Regions from separate parts of the Manis pentadactyla genome. Here region 2 is linked to region 1. The links are chromatin contacts, called in public Hi-C maps. All regions are on one chromosome and are shown on one strand. The core of a region is the stretch at or near the end of the contact, and the rest is flanking DNA. Distances in the headings are between cores, read along the strand shown.

What was found. Hi-C and Micro-C count contacts between places; a contact is called where the count stands out from the background.
Region 2: a contact with region 1 is called in a Hi-C map of skin fibroblasts, with 6 times the contacts expected there. The contact joins the promoter of LEKR1 here to the promoter of TIPARP in region 1. A contact is called at or near these places in 2 of 3 Hi-C or Micro-C datasets (fibroblasts and skin fibroblasts).

Annotation. Positions count from the first base shown.
Region 1 is chr1:89,680,805-89,687,167 of mManPen7.hap1, forward strand. It overlaps TIPARP (TCDD inducible poly(ADP-ribose) polymerase), which reads left to right and starts at 3,501. Exons shown (of 6, transcript XM_036904130.2): 1 at 3,501-3,693. It overlaps LOC118921962 (a long non-coding RNA gene), which reads right to left and starts at 3,341. Exons shown (of 5, transcript XR_008996831.1): 1 at 3,163-3,341; 2 at 361-468.
Region 2 is chr1:89,844,468-89,850,786 of mManPen7.hap1, forward strand. LEKR1 (leucine, glutamate and lysine rich 1) reads left to right here and starts at 1,733. Exons shown (of 14, transcript XM_057499450.1): 1 at 1,733-1,925; 2 at 2,388-2,808; 3 at 4,810-4,899. The coding sequence starts at 4,852.

The sequences.
Region 1 (6,363 bases), core at 2,251-4,750:
CCTCCTCTCTACTTTTTATGTTTTAATAAACATGTTGCAAATCATATAATTTGATATATCTGTGGAATTGGCAGGAAATGCTATAGGAGTTGATATATTGCTTTGTGACAGTTCTTATATTTTTGACATACTAGGTTACGCAGCTCTCTAACTGGTAAAGCCTGCAAGCAGGAAGACAAATTAGATAAGAACTTATGATAGCTTATGTATTAGCCAAGAACATGTTAAGCGATATGTAACACAAAACAGTTCAACCAAATTGGAGTTTATTTTTCAGACATAACAATAAATCCAGGGGTAGCCAGTCTAGGACTGCTGCAGCAACTTGAAGATGTCATGAATGATCTACTCTCCTCTTACCTTTCTGCCACAGCCTCTTTAGCTTGTGGAGTCCATCTTCATATTTTCCAAATCATGTTCACCTTCATTTTTGTCAGGAGGTTCCATCTTCATTCCCATGTTAGTATTCTAGGAGGAAGAAAAGGAAGAAATGGAAGGGGTGTCTCTCTTTTAGGAAAGGGAATTTTTTTTCTAGAAATCTTCACCATCACCTAAAACTATAACCCGTTATGGGATCTAGGGAAACGAATTTTTTTTGACTAGGCACATTGGTAGCCCTCCCAGTCCTCCTCCTCCTCCAAAAAAAGAAGTAATAGCATCTTCCTAATAAGAAAGGGGGCAACAAGCAGTGTCTACTCCTTCTTCTCATATAAGCAATACACTCATCCTCTCCCTAGGAGAAACAATCCCAAAGTGTTATCCAGGTACTGCAATGAGCTCAGAGTCCAGGCTCCATAAGTCCCAATGATGTTGGGTACTCACCATCAAAAGTGTGGATCTCCACACTCTGGCAACCAATTTTTAAAGAAAAGTTATCTGCCTCAATACTTCTAATAAGTAATGGTGGATAGACAAAGTACAGGATGTTGCTAAAACTCCCATTCAGAAAAGAGGAAAATGGAAAATACACAGTGATCACTGGTTCATAGAACATCTCAAAGTCCTGTTGGATAATTACAGCAAGGAAACGATGCCCTTGGTGAGTTAATCTGTCAGTTTCTGGTTCTATTCTGTAGGAGAGCTTCCTATTCTTTTATCTTCCAGGGGTCACATCTGAAGTGGACATTGTGGAGGATACCTTTTCTGAAGCAGTACAATTTTTATCAGTCTGGGAAGCCTAGACCCAAAAGTGGTAAGTCTAGAATCTGATGCCACCTTTCCCTTTAACATTCTGAAAGCAGTGGTGGAGAGGCTGAGAACTAACTAGAGTTCTCTGCTGCCTAAAGGGGAGTGGGCAGGGAGTAGAGAGTGAAAAATTTGAGTTCAGGGCCTGAGGAGGAAAGATTTAAATTGGAATTCCAAAGGGCTACTCCCTGGATATAACTTTTAATCATTAATCCCTGATTGAATTAAGGTGATTTTCCCTTAAGCTAATTGGATCTCAATGAATCACACTTCCCAATATTCATGGCCTTATACATACCCTTCCCACATTGACACTGAGCTTGGTCATGTGACTTGCTTTGGCTATTGCCACATAACTAAGTGTTGATGTAAGGCTTGTCCTCTTGGAATGTTACCTCTTAGAACCCTGAAATTACCATGCTGTGAGGGGCAGCTCTGTAGAGAAAAACCAGGGAACCCAGCCAATAGCCAGAACAGAGGCTCAAGACATATGGCCCTAGCTGAGCCAGGCCCCAGGCCTCTGGCCACCCCAGTTGAGGCTCCAGACATCATGGAGCAGAGATGAGCCACCTGCACCATGCCCTGACTGAATTCCTGAGCCAGAGAATCCAGAATTATGAGCAAATAAGAGTGGTTTTAGGTCATTAAGTTTTTGGGTGGTTTGTACATAGCAACAAACAACTGAAACACTTCTAAAAGAATAAAGAATGTATAACAAACAACCTAGTTGTTGGGAGAGAACACAATTAAAAATATTAAATCCAAAATAAGGCATGAAAGAATATAGAACTGATGAAACAAATAGAAAACAAATAGTAAAATGGTAGATTTAAACCCAGATACTTGCTTCTAGGCAATTCCATATATGACTAGGCACAGACCAAGATCTTAATACAGTTTTTAAGCTTGAAAATTCTTGTCTTTTACCTATTAACCTCTGAATTCTCTCCATATTATTCCCACCTTAGTTTAACTGCCCTGCCTTGATGCAATTTGAAATGAGCCTGCTGGGGAGACAATACCCTCAATCTATTCTTTGCTAGTTTGTCACCCAGTCTGGTTTGGAAGAGTTTAAAAGTCTTGGAACCATAATATGTATTTCCACCTCTTAGCTCCTAAGCTACCATGTCCAGTAAGGTAATAGTTGGCTTTTCAACCCAGAAAAATCTCCAAATTATGGAATTAAATCAGTTTGGATGCCATGCTACAGGCTGACTGCATCCCTTAGCAAACTGTGTTCCTTTCTCTGCCAGTTTTTGGGGATACAGAAAAACACCCTAGTCAAAATAAAAAATAATGATCTAATAGTGATTGTCATGAGGCTAATAGTGATTTTTGATCACTGTCTATAGTGATCAAAAATAGTGATTTTGACCAGGGCGTTTTTCCCCATATATAGTGATTATATGAATTTAATGTAATGTTTTTTTCCTCCACCACTGAAAAGCTATTCAATATATGGACTAACCTTCTAAGGTATTCTACAATCCAGAAAATATGGCAAATTCACAAGCAGTGTGTGTATTTTAAAGGTGAGCACATGGAGCTCTGCAAGCTCCACGAAGACAGGCATGGCGTCCGGGTTGATCAGGGCTGTAGCCAAGTCTAGTTCATGCCTGGCACACAACGCGCGCTCGACAAATATTTGTTGAATAAATAAATTACTGTTTGTGGGCTTTAAAACACACGTATTCGCGCCTTTACCATCAAAACCCCAAAGCCACGTTTCCCTTGTGAATGCTGCGCCCGTTCCTACTGAGACGGGATTGATTGCAACCCAGCCGGGTAGCAGCCGGTCCCGGTGCACGGTCCGCTCGTCCGATATGGGACGGGCGACCCCGTCTGGCCGCAGAACTGGAAGCGGCCGTTCGCCTCCTCTCGGGGTCCGGCGGCGTCAGGACGGGAGGCCTGTAGCGAGGCGAACAGAACAGAAATGGGTGGTTCCGTTTCACATTCTCTCTCGGGTGCCTAGGTTACCTCGGAACACAGCGACCCTCCCTGTCCGCAGGCAGGTGGAGCCCGCCCGACGCGGCGCGCACCTTTCTTCCTCACAGCTGCGCGTTCCGCGACGCGCGTAGACGTCCGGCCGGCCCGCAAAAGGACACGCCCCCTCGCGGGAGCACGCGTCCGCCGCACGCACACCCCGCGGACCTCCCCTCTAGCGAGCGCGTACGCACACGCAGGGCGGGCCTCCTTCCCGGCACCCACTCAGCGCCCAGCCCTTTCCCCTCACCGCCTCCGACCCCGCCTCCCCAGCTCCGCCTCCGCGACTGGGCTGCCGAGAGGAGGCGACCGGAAGCCACTTTAAGGCAGAGCTCGAGGTGACAGGCGAGCGAGCTGTGTTGGGAGTACTGTGGCGGTTTTCTGCGCTCGGCTGGCGGAATGGCCCGGGCGCTGCTCGTCCCGTCTCCGGTCTTCGACCCCTAGACGCCCGAGCCGGCCCTCGGCGCCAGCCCCCCGGCGCGGACGCTGCCAGAAAGCCGCTGGAGCCGCGACGCGTCTTCAGAGGTTGGTTCTCTCAGGCTGCCTGTTCAGGTAAAGGGCTCCCGGTGCGCTCTGAGGGGCCGACAAGGGACCCTAGCGGGGGTGGTGGGCGCTGGAGGGGGCAGCCTCGCAGCCTCTCGCGGATCTAGAGTGTCTTGATATTTAGTCCGTGCCTTTTTAAACCGAATTCACTGGGATCCCGTCTATATCGGGATGGAATTGGTTTACCACTTAGTCACTTAGGGCAGCTGGCAGGTGTATAAATCAGAGGAAGACACTGAAGGGCTTCGTCAGATCGCCGGCGTCTCCGCATTCGCACTCGAGCGGGCGCGGAGTCGCGACTGGGCGGCCTCCCCCGCGGGGCAGACCCCGGGCGCTCGGAGGCGGGCGTAGCGTGGGGGGGTGCCCTCGGCAGACCGAGGGGAGGCCCCGGCAGCTGGGGGCGCCTTCCGGCGGACCTGCGTCCCGGTTGCAACCCAGAAGTTTGCGGGCTGTTTTCACATTAACTTTGAAGGCTCAGAAGTCGTCGTCCGCCCCGCCGCGCTGAGAAGCTCCCACCGCGTTTTCGCGGCGCTTCGCGAGTCAGTTCTGCGAGCCTCCGGGACTCGCAGGACGACCCTCTCGGGAAGGTCGGTTAACAAGGTGAAGACGAAACTAACCGTGGAAGGTGCCGGAGGGGCCTCTGGGATGGAGGGAAGCCTGGGCGCGGGTCGCCCGTTGGGAGGAGGCTGGGCCGAGGATTCTGGGGTCGCCTACCGCGGGGAGGGCGGGGGCGAGGCTTGAGGACACCCGGAATCGGCCGCGCCGGGCGTTTCCTCAGTCGGGCGGCGCGGAGCTGCGCAAACCGCCGCTGCCGGTAGGAGGCGTCGCTCGGACCCGCGCTCGACGTCCGGGAGTCTGGCGGCGGCTGGCCGGCCAGATTACTGAGTTTGGAGCAGCCGTTTTCCGGGGACAGCGCTCGGGGTTGGCGGTGCAGGAGACCCGGGGGCATCACGAGGTGAAGGGTGGAGCGGTAGGTCGCCTGCAGCGGGGACCGGAGGAAGTGTCCTTCCAATCTTATTTTTCTGTTATGCAAACTAATTGAGGAACTAGCTTCTAGTGATTTCCCCACTCCAGCCGCTCCTGTTCTCTGCCTGTTTCTCAGTTTTATTTCCGAGTTTGACGGAGGGCGAAAGCAGGAAAAGTTGTAGTATGTCTATACAGACATATAAATAAAATTGGCTTACTGTCTGTTCTGCCCTGATTGGGTGTGATTGGAGTGGTTATGTGTGTGTGCGTTCGTGGGGGAAGGCACAGCCCGATTTGGTGTGGTGGAGAGGGAATACCACTGTCTATGCCAATTGTGCCTTGAGGCAAGATCACCAAATGAATAATAACTCCTGGCTTGGCTGCTTTCCAGTTGATTTATGTCTTATGTCAAGTCCCGCTTTGGTGAAGCTTTCCCTAACAATGCCAGCGCACACTGAGCTCTCCTTTCTGTACCTTTTCATTTTGTACTTACTGTGCACCCTAACACTTCGTTATATACTGTGCAATTTCTTTTGAGCTCAATCACTGTGCACTTTTTACACATCGATTCAGGAATCTAATTAGATCTTTAGTATTCATATTTCTGAGTACTCAGTTTTATCATTTTGTTACTATTGACCCATAAAGACTAACAGAACTAGTCATTTAATAGGAGGTTTTTCTTCAGTAATTAAGCCAAAAATATTATGGAGCATCTACCTTGTACATTTGTGTTAGGCACTCTTGGGAAGCATACTTGAAGTCATGGGCCCTTGAATCAAAGATCTCTTTCAATCTGCTGGACAAGAGAGAAGAGGATTAATTGCTCATCACCAACCCAATGCGTAGTGAATATTTTAAGAATTAGTGGATGGTAGATTGTGGAGGAGACACCATGTGTCATTTTAAAAGTTTTCTTTGGTTTTTACTTTATGTTCTAGTTTGTTTTTTCCCCGAGAGGTCTTATTTTTGAAGAAAGCACTTCTCTAGCATCAGTAGTAGTAGTTCGTTAAGAATCTGAAATTTGGTGTGTGTTTTACATTCTTGTGTAATTTTTCTGTAATATGCCTTCATTTGCCTTTTTAAAAAAATGCATATATATAACTTCTGAAGACAAGAACAAGGAGGCTCCTTCTGAGTTACGAAGCTGTCTGGTTTCTAAAACTGTGTAGTGGTTTTGCTGATGTAGCTTCTGTTGCTAAACAAGCCCTAGTACTCCTCCTCTAGTCATTTAATAGGAGGTTTTTCTTCAGTAATTAAGCCAAAAATATTATGGAGCATCTATCTGGTGGTGGTAATGCTTGGAGGATTGCAAAAATACACCCCTAACATTCTTGAAGAATATAGTTGAACTTTCTGGAATATAGAAGTGCTTCAACAGTCGCCTGGCTTTCTCCTATATAACATTTCAGTTGAGAACTCCTATTTACTGAGTATATCTCCATACCCCAAATTCACTCACTATTTAACTTTGAGGTTTATCCTTCATTTGAACTTTTTTTTTACACAGAAACAGTTTTTGCCACCTCATGAGATAGGTGACACATAAACAACTGTAAAGACAACCACAAAGCAGCAGAGATGTGGTTTCCCTGCTGTCATCAGATAGATGCACATATTTCTACCCTGCATCCTCCCACACTACCCTAGACTTCAAGTGAAAATTCATACCCAGCAGAATTAGAA
Region 2 (6,319 bases), core at 483-2,982, 160 kb after region 1:
TCTGTGATCACGTTGGACCATACCCTTGGCCACTTCCACCATTTAGGTGAAAGTGAACAATAAGTAGGATCTGAGTTATGTTTGGAAGGATTCCAAATAATTGAGATATTGTGTGTGAAGTGCTGGTAAATAGAGCCTACCTAATAAATGTTGACTTTAAAAAAATTCTGCACTTGCATTGGATGGAACCCAGAAACAGCAGTAAAGGCTATAGTTGCTTCTAACCTGAGAAGCCTCTCTGCAACCATTTTACTCAAACTTTTGAGGTGATAGCAATTGTACTGTGTTCTGATTCACAGGATAAAAATAAAGTTGGGCTAACTGTAATTTTGCCATGCTGCCTTTGCACAGTTCTGAGCTCACTTTGAAATTAGCAATCTCAGATAGACTTTCTGATATTTTTATCAGACTTGCAAAGTAGTATTTTCCCACATCCTTTCCAGGAAGGGTGGGAGCCTACTACTTACCAAACTTTATGAATAATACTACTTACCTAACTAGGCTCAGAACAGAATGATCTTGCTTTAGGTGTGCAATTCCTGTTCCAGATAAAGCACTCAATGGAAATGGGATGAGTTGTTTTTTGTGCCCTATATCTAAACCCCCAGTGTTACAAAATGAGAACAGTCCTACCTTCATTGTCCTCCAAAGAAAAAAAACATGCTAAGAATGAAAAGCTCTGAAAGTTCTTTGAGCTTCTCAAAAGCATACCATCCTTGAACACTTCATTGGATGTCCTCTGCCCCACCCCACATCCTCGCTTCAATCCTAATTATTGCCTATCTTTTCCAATTAAATGGAAGTCACTGGCAGGCGTTGGGGCAAAAATATCCATCAGATAAAGTGTTCAGGGTACATCTAAAGAAGACATCTAGTGTTTTGTGGAATAAGGCTTTTAGAAGTGTCAGTACTTCATGATGTCATTTTCACTTATAAAAAGGTATCAATCATCAGTGTGACTACTGTTTTAGTACTGCTCTGCATTATTTGACCTCTCCTCTAAGTCTATAGGTTTTACCTGATTTTCTTTGTATTTACTCAACTGTAACTTCATTCAGTAGTAACAAGTCTCTTTTCCTGCTAGCGAGCTGCAAAGGTTTTCTTTCTTCGAAGAGCTGCATTCTGGACCTCAGGTAACCCTAAAAAGGAGAAATCTGGACTACAAATGAGTCACTTGCAAATCATTCCAATGGCAGCCCCTGTCTGGGTTAGTCACAGCATCACCCCATCCTGGTATGCAGTACTTGTCGCCTAGTAGGTCATCAGTAAATACCAGCTTTATGAAGGAAGGAAAGCAATTCGCGTGTAAGGGTGGGCAGCCTTCCATAAAGCAACAAATTGTGAACTAGGGTTCTCAAGATACCTTCTGAACTAAGCCCTTCATCTTAACTACTTTTGGACTAGGATGAAAATTTAACCAATGCTTTCCCAATTAATTTGCCCTTCGCGGCAGTGACTGTGACCAGAGCTTCCTATTACACCCATTTCTTCCATAGGCAACTCTCCTTTCTGATCAAGAACAATTAATTGCCCACTGCTTTGTCTGCCTCGGGGACCCTAGAGCCAGGGACGATAGGCAAGATGGACTGGAGCCTGAACCCCCGGGAGTGTCTCTCTCCAAAGCACGAAAGGGCTGGGGACGTCTTCCGCCATACCCTCAGTCCTACCACGTCTCCAGCCCGCCCTCCAAGCCCTTTCCCTCCCTCCCCCAGCTTTCCGAGTAAGTGCAGCCACTGCCCCCGACCCCCCAACGATCCCTCTTCCGCCCGGCGCTTGGGGAACGGGCGGGGTGGGAGAGCACCGCTTCCGCGTTGGTGAGCGGCGTGGGCCTTGACGTCACTGCGCCCAGACGTCATGCCGACGTGAGGCCCGGTCTCCCGGGAGACCGGGAAAGCCGTTTCGCATCTGGTAGCATCGAGGTGTAGGTGAGAGATAATGAATGGCTTCCTTGAGCCCCGGGATGACCCGGTCCCCCGGGATGACCCGGTCCCCCGGGATGCAGTTCCGGAGCGGAGGCGTGTTGGCATCCAGGGAGAGGGCCGGAAGCTGAGCCGCGGCGCTGCGGCGAGGGGATGGGATTCCGAGCCTCGCCTCCGCTCCGCTCTGCGGCCCCAGCTTTTGTCTCCTCGAGCCCGCCGGCTCCGGCGCCCTCTTCTCCCCCGGAATGCGCGGCTTGGCCTCACCCCTGCGCCCTCTTCTTTTTTTCTGCCACCGCGGTTCCCGAGGGAACGGGGTTAGAAAGGGACAGATTTCAAAACCCTTCCAGCAGTTTGGCTGGTCTTGCAGTGGTTTCTATTTGGAAAATCCTGCCTCTTCAGCAAAGTTTTAGGTCGTGAACTCCGCTTCACCTGACTCTGACCTGCTCTTTTGTGGGTGATTCACTCCAGGGGAAGTTCTTTATGAGAAGGCCTGAAAGCTGAACGTGAGTTAATGACCCAACGTGACACTGGTGTGAAGAAGGGAATCGGAAGTGAATAATCATGGACATTTCTGAATTTTTGACATGTTCCTCGTTATCCTGTTTGCGGGTTCACAAATACCTACGTGGCTGCTGTCAGTTATTACCTCACCTGTTGCTGAAGGGCAGTCTATGCGTGTGTAATGTCAAATAATAAAAGGGGCTCAATAAAACAGGCAAAATAATGTAAGGATAAATTAAAAATTTTACTGTTGCCAAGAGGAAAAGAGACTCCCCCCCTTTTTTTGAGAAACCTCACATTTGTGAATGTATCCTCTATTCCTTTAATACATATATGCAAGTTTTTTTAAAGACGCAGTTTGAGGAATTGGGAGCCATTTCTTTAAAATGTAAGCCTCAAAGAAGACAGCACCCCTATCACCTTATCACCTTGGGAGTTTAGCATAGGCACCTTACTTTTAGTAACAGCCTGCTTTGTCTTAGCGATATGTATTCCTTCGAACAAACGCAATTAAGATAGCACAGATGGCTACTTCAATTTCCAGGGGAATTTAAAACGAATTAGGAAAGAATATATAGTAAGCTGTGTTGAAGACAAAGTTACCATTTACCTTGAGAACGTGTATGTAATGGATTATATCTGCTTGGCTGTATAAAAAAATGAGATTTCTTTGTTTTTGTATCTCAGCAGATTGTGCTGTGCATCAGTCTGGTTAACTGCTAATTCAATAATAAAATTGTTTCTTTCTTCATTGTGGAGGGATTTTCTGGGTTGGCAGTGTATTTTGTTTTAAATTTTTCCTCAATAAGAAAACTGCCAATTATTTCCCTCGGTATAGTAAGGCCACAGAGTTGGAACGAATTTACAGACAATGATGATATTTACAGAAATAAAAAACTTCCACTGGTGCCTTGTTTATACCATCATTAGATTCATGCTCTCAAATAATTTTATGGGTGGAATTTTAAAAGGACATTTAGTTGATAATTTTAGGAAAAATTCGACTCCCAATACAATTTAGTTAGGATCATGCCATCTTATTTTACTGATGGTGAGTGCCACTGTAAAATGGTGGAAATGAGAATAATGAATCTTCTGTGAATAATAAATCTTCTATGAATAATGAGCTCTTGCTACATCACAGAGACAGTCTGCCTAACTTTAGATGATGTACTTGGCCATGTGGGCCTATGTTAACCATGTCAGTTAACTTTACCTCCACCCCAGTTAACTTTACACCCCCCTCCCACACACACATTTTATGTGTCTATATAGGAAGGCAGCTTGTTACTTGTTTTAAATAGCAGCTCATTAAAACATGGGCTTTGTACTAACACACAAGATGCGGAATCTTCTCTTCCACTAATGGTTGCATAATTTAAAGAAATGCTACCACTACAGGAATTTTAGTCAGCTACAATGTCCCTGCCACCTTGCCCCTGCTGGGGTTGCTGTCTGTGACAGAGTACTGTGCCTCTCCAGTCTCTTTGCCAAGATCCTGCCCTGATCAAAAGCAAATAGCCTCAGGAAGTCTTTACTAATTCTCCACTCCCTTCAGAAAAATGAGACATTTTTCTTCCCTGAATTCCTATATTGTTCCTTCTCTACAACTCCTGACACACAGAACTTCCCAGCTATGGAATTATGTCTGTATCATCTTACTCTGCTGGCCCCTTCTATTGCCAACTCTCTCTATATATACACACATCTCTCACTCATGCAACTGGACTGTCTATTCTTTCCCAAAGTGTTCCTCTGTCTTGTGTGTTATTATGAAAGGAGTGATAGAGTTTTACCTTGAATTATGTTATATTAGAAAATGAAAATCTATTAAAAGTAAATCAGCTGCATAAAAATATGCAAATGCTCATCTTAGGTAATATTGACACTTGGCTTCTCATGCTTTGACAACTCTTCTGTTCAATACCTGCATACCATACTTAGCCTGGTACTTTTTTTTCCTGTACTTCATCATTTAAACCAGCATTCATGTCACAGTTGCTTTTCTTATCTGCTGGATTGATATATTTAGATATTTTTAAATCAGTTTTTCAGAAAAAAACGGAATGAGTGGATCTGTTTAAAATAAGTGATCCTTACCAAGTATTTGCAAAGCAAATAATAGTAAACCATCACAGAAATTAGAATTAGACTATAAGGTTCTGAAGAAAGAAAATACCATTTCTAACTGAGCAGACTCTATGTCCTTCCTGTTCTATTGGCTTAATAACTGAAAGGCACAGTTCTACCTTTTAGCACTGAGTTGAAACAAATACCTATTGAAACAGTTATCATTATTCATCCCCAAATACTCCCAGTAATTTATATCTTTTAATTTGAATTTTCTTCATACTATTACAGTTCTAACTATTGCCGTCAATGTTTTTAGCTTATTTTACTTCAGAGGTCCCTCAGCATATTTTGGGAAATTATGGATCGTCACATTCCTATATATGAGCTACCTGAGGAAATCCAAAAGGTATGATATCATAATGTGTTATTACAGTGTAACATTAGGAGTATGTTTACAGAATTCCAAAACCTAGGGGAGTAAATTCAGAGGTTTAATATTTGTTTTGGTCAAGGGATCTGTATTGAAATTGGTTTGGTAGTGAAGGGAATAATTCACAGTGGCCAGAATTGTAGAATTCAATTCAGTGCAAAGAATGTTTGACCTGTGGAAGAAGACAGATATATAATTCCAGCATAGTATTTGACCAGGTGTTTGCGGAGCCCTTGTGAAAAGAGGGCCCCAGGAATGTCCAAATAGTATATATATATATATATATATATATATATATGTTTTTCTAGCAACTTCTCAGGAAAAAAACCTGAAACAAATGGATCTGTTTAGAATTTTAAGTGATCCTTATTCTGTATTTGCAAAACAAATTAGTATTAAACCACTGCAGAAATTATAACTGGTTTGTAACTTTTTATGATGCTGAGCTTTTAAGACTCTCTCTAAGGGTCTATTTTAGTTTTACCTTAATTCTTGTAACTTACTGTGCACCAGGCATTGTTTTAAGCCCTTACATATATACCAGCTCATCTAATCTGGTTAACAATCAGTTCTCTGCAGTTCCTATGTAACCTCCTCCCTGTTCTTATCTGTCCTCAGGGAAAAACATTTCTCCCATATTTAGTTTGGCAACGAATACAGTGTTAAGAGTATAATTTAAAAAATATCTCTTTGAAACTGACTGGCAAATTGTGAATTGAAACCTCAAAGCTTAGCTATCATTAATCATTCAGGTTTTTCAGTAAATCTGCAGTCATCTCTCAATTAATGACCAATCTGTTATTTTTAATTAAAAATTGCAGTCAGCTCTCAGATATGCTTTTATCCTTTGTGCATGCTGCTTTGGGCTGCCTGTTAGCATTAATCATACCCCTGATTTAACTTGATGTGGGCCGTTATTGTATGTCCTTCAGATTTCTATAAACTGCAATAGGAACTAGAAGGGAAGTCCAATTACTAGAGAAGACCTTTTAAACCATCGTGTTTAATTTGCTTCACATTTTAAGTTAGGTATACAAGTTAGTAAAGAGCTCAGCTATGCTCCGCTTACCTGAGAAATGGTGCTTATGTGGATTCGAAGTCATGGGCTGTCCTTCCTCTCTCCCGCAGCTGAGTTCCTTTCATTATTAGTGTGGCAGAGATTAAGAGAAATGAAACAATCTGCAAGAAACAAACCCATACTTCAGATCCCAGCCATCTATCAGGAAAAAGATATATAATGACATGTCTAAAAGACACTATGTGATTTATATGTCATATAAGATAGTACTTTCTCTGAGGGTGGAGAAGGTGGGGAGAGCAATCCCTGAGTACCAGGAGGGTCAAAGGAGGAGCTTTATGCCAGGAGACAGAACTGAAATTGACCCTTGAAAGCCAA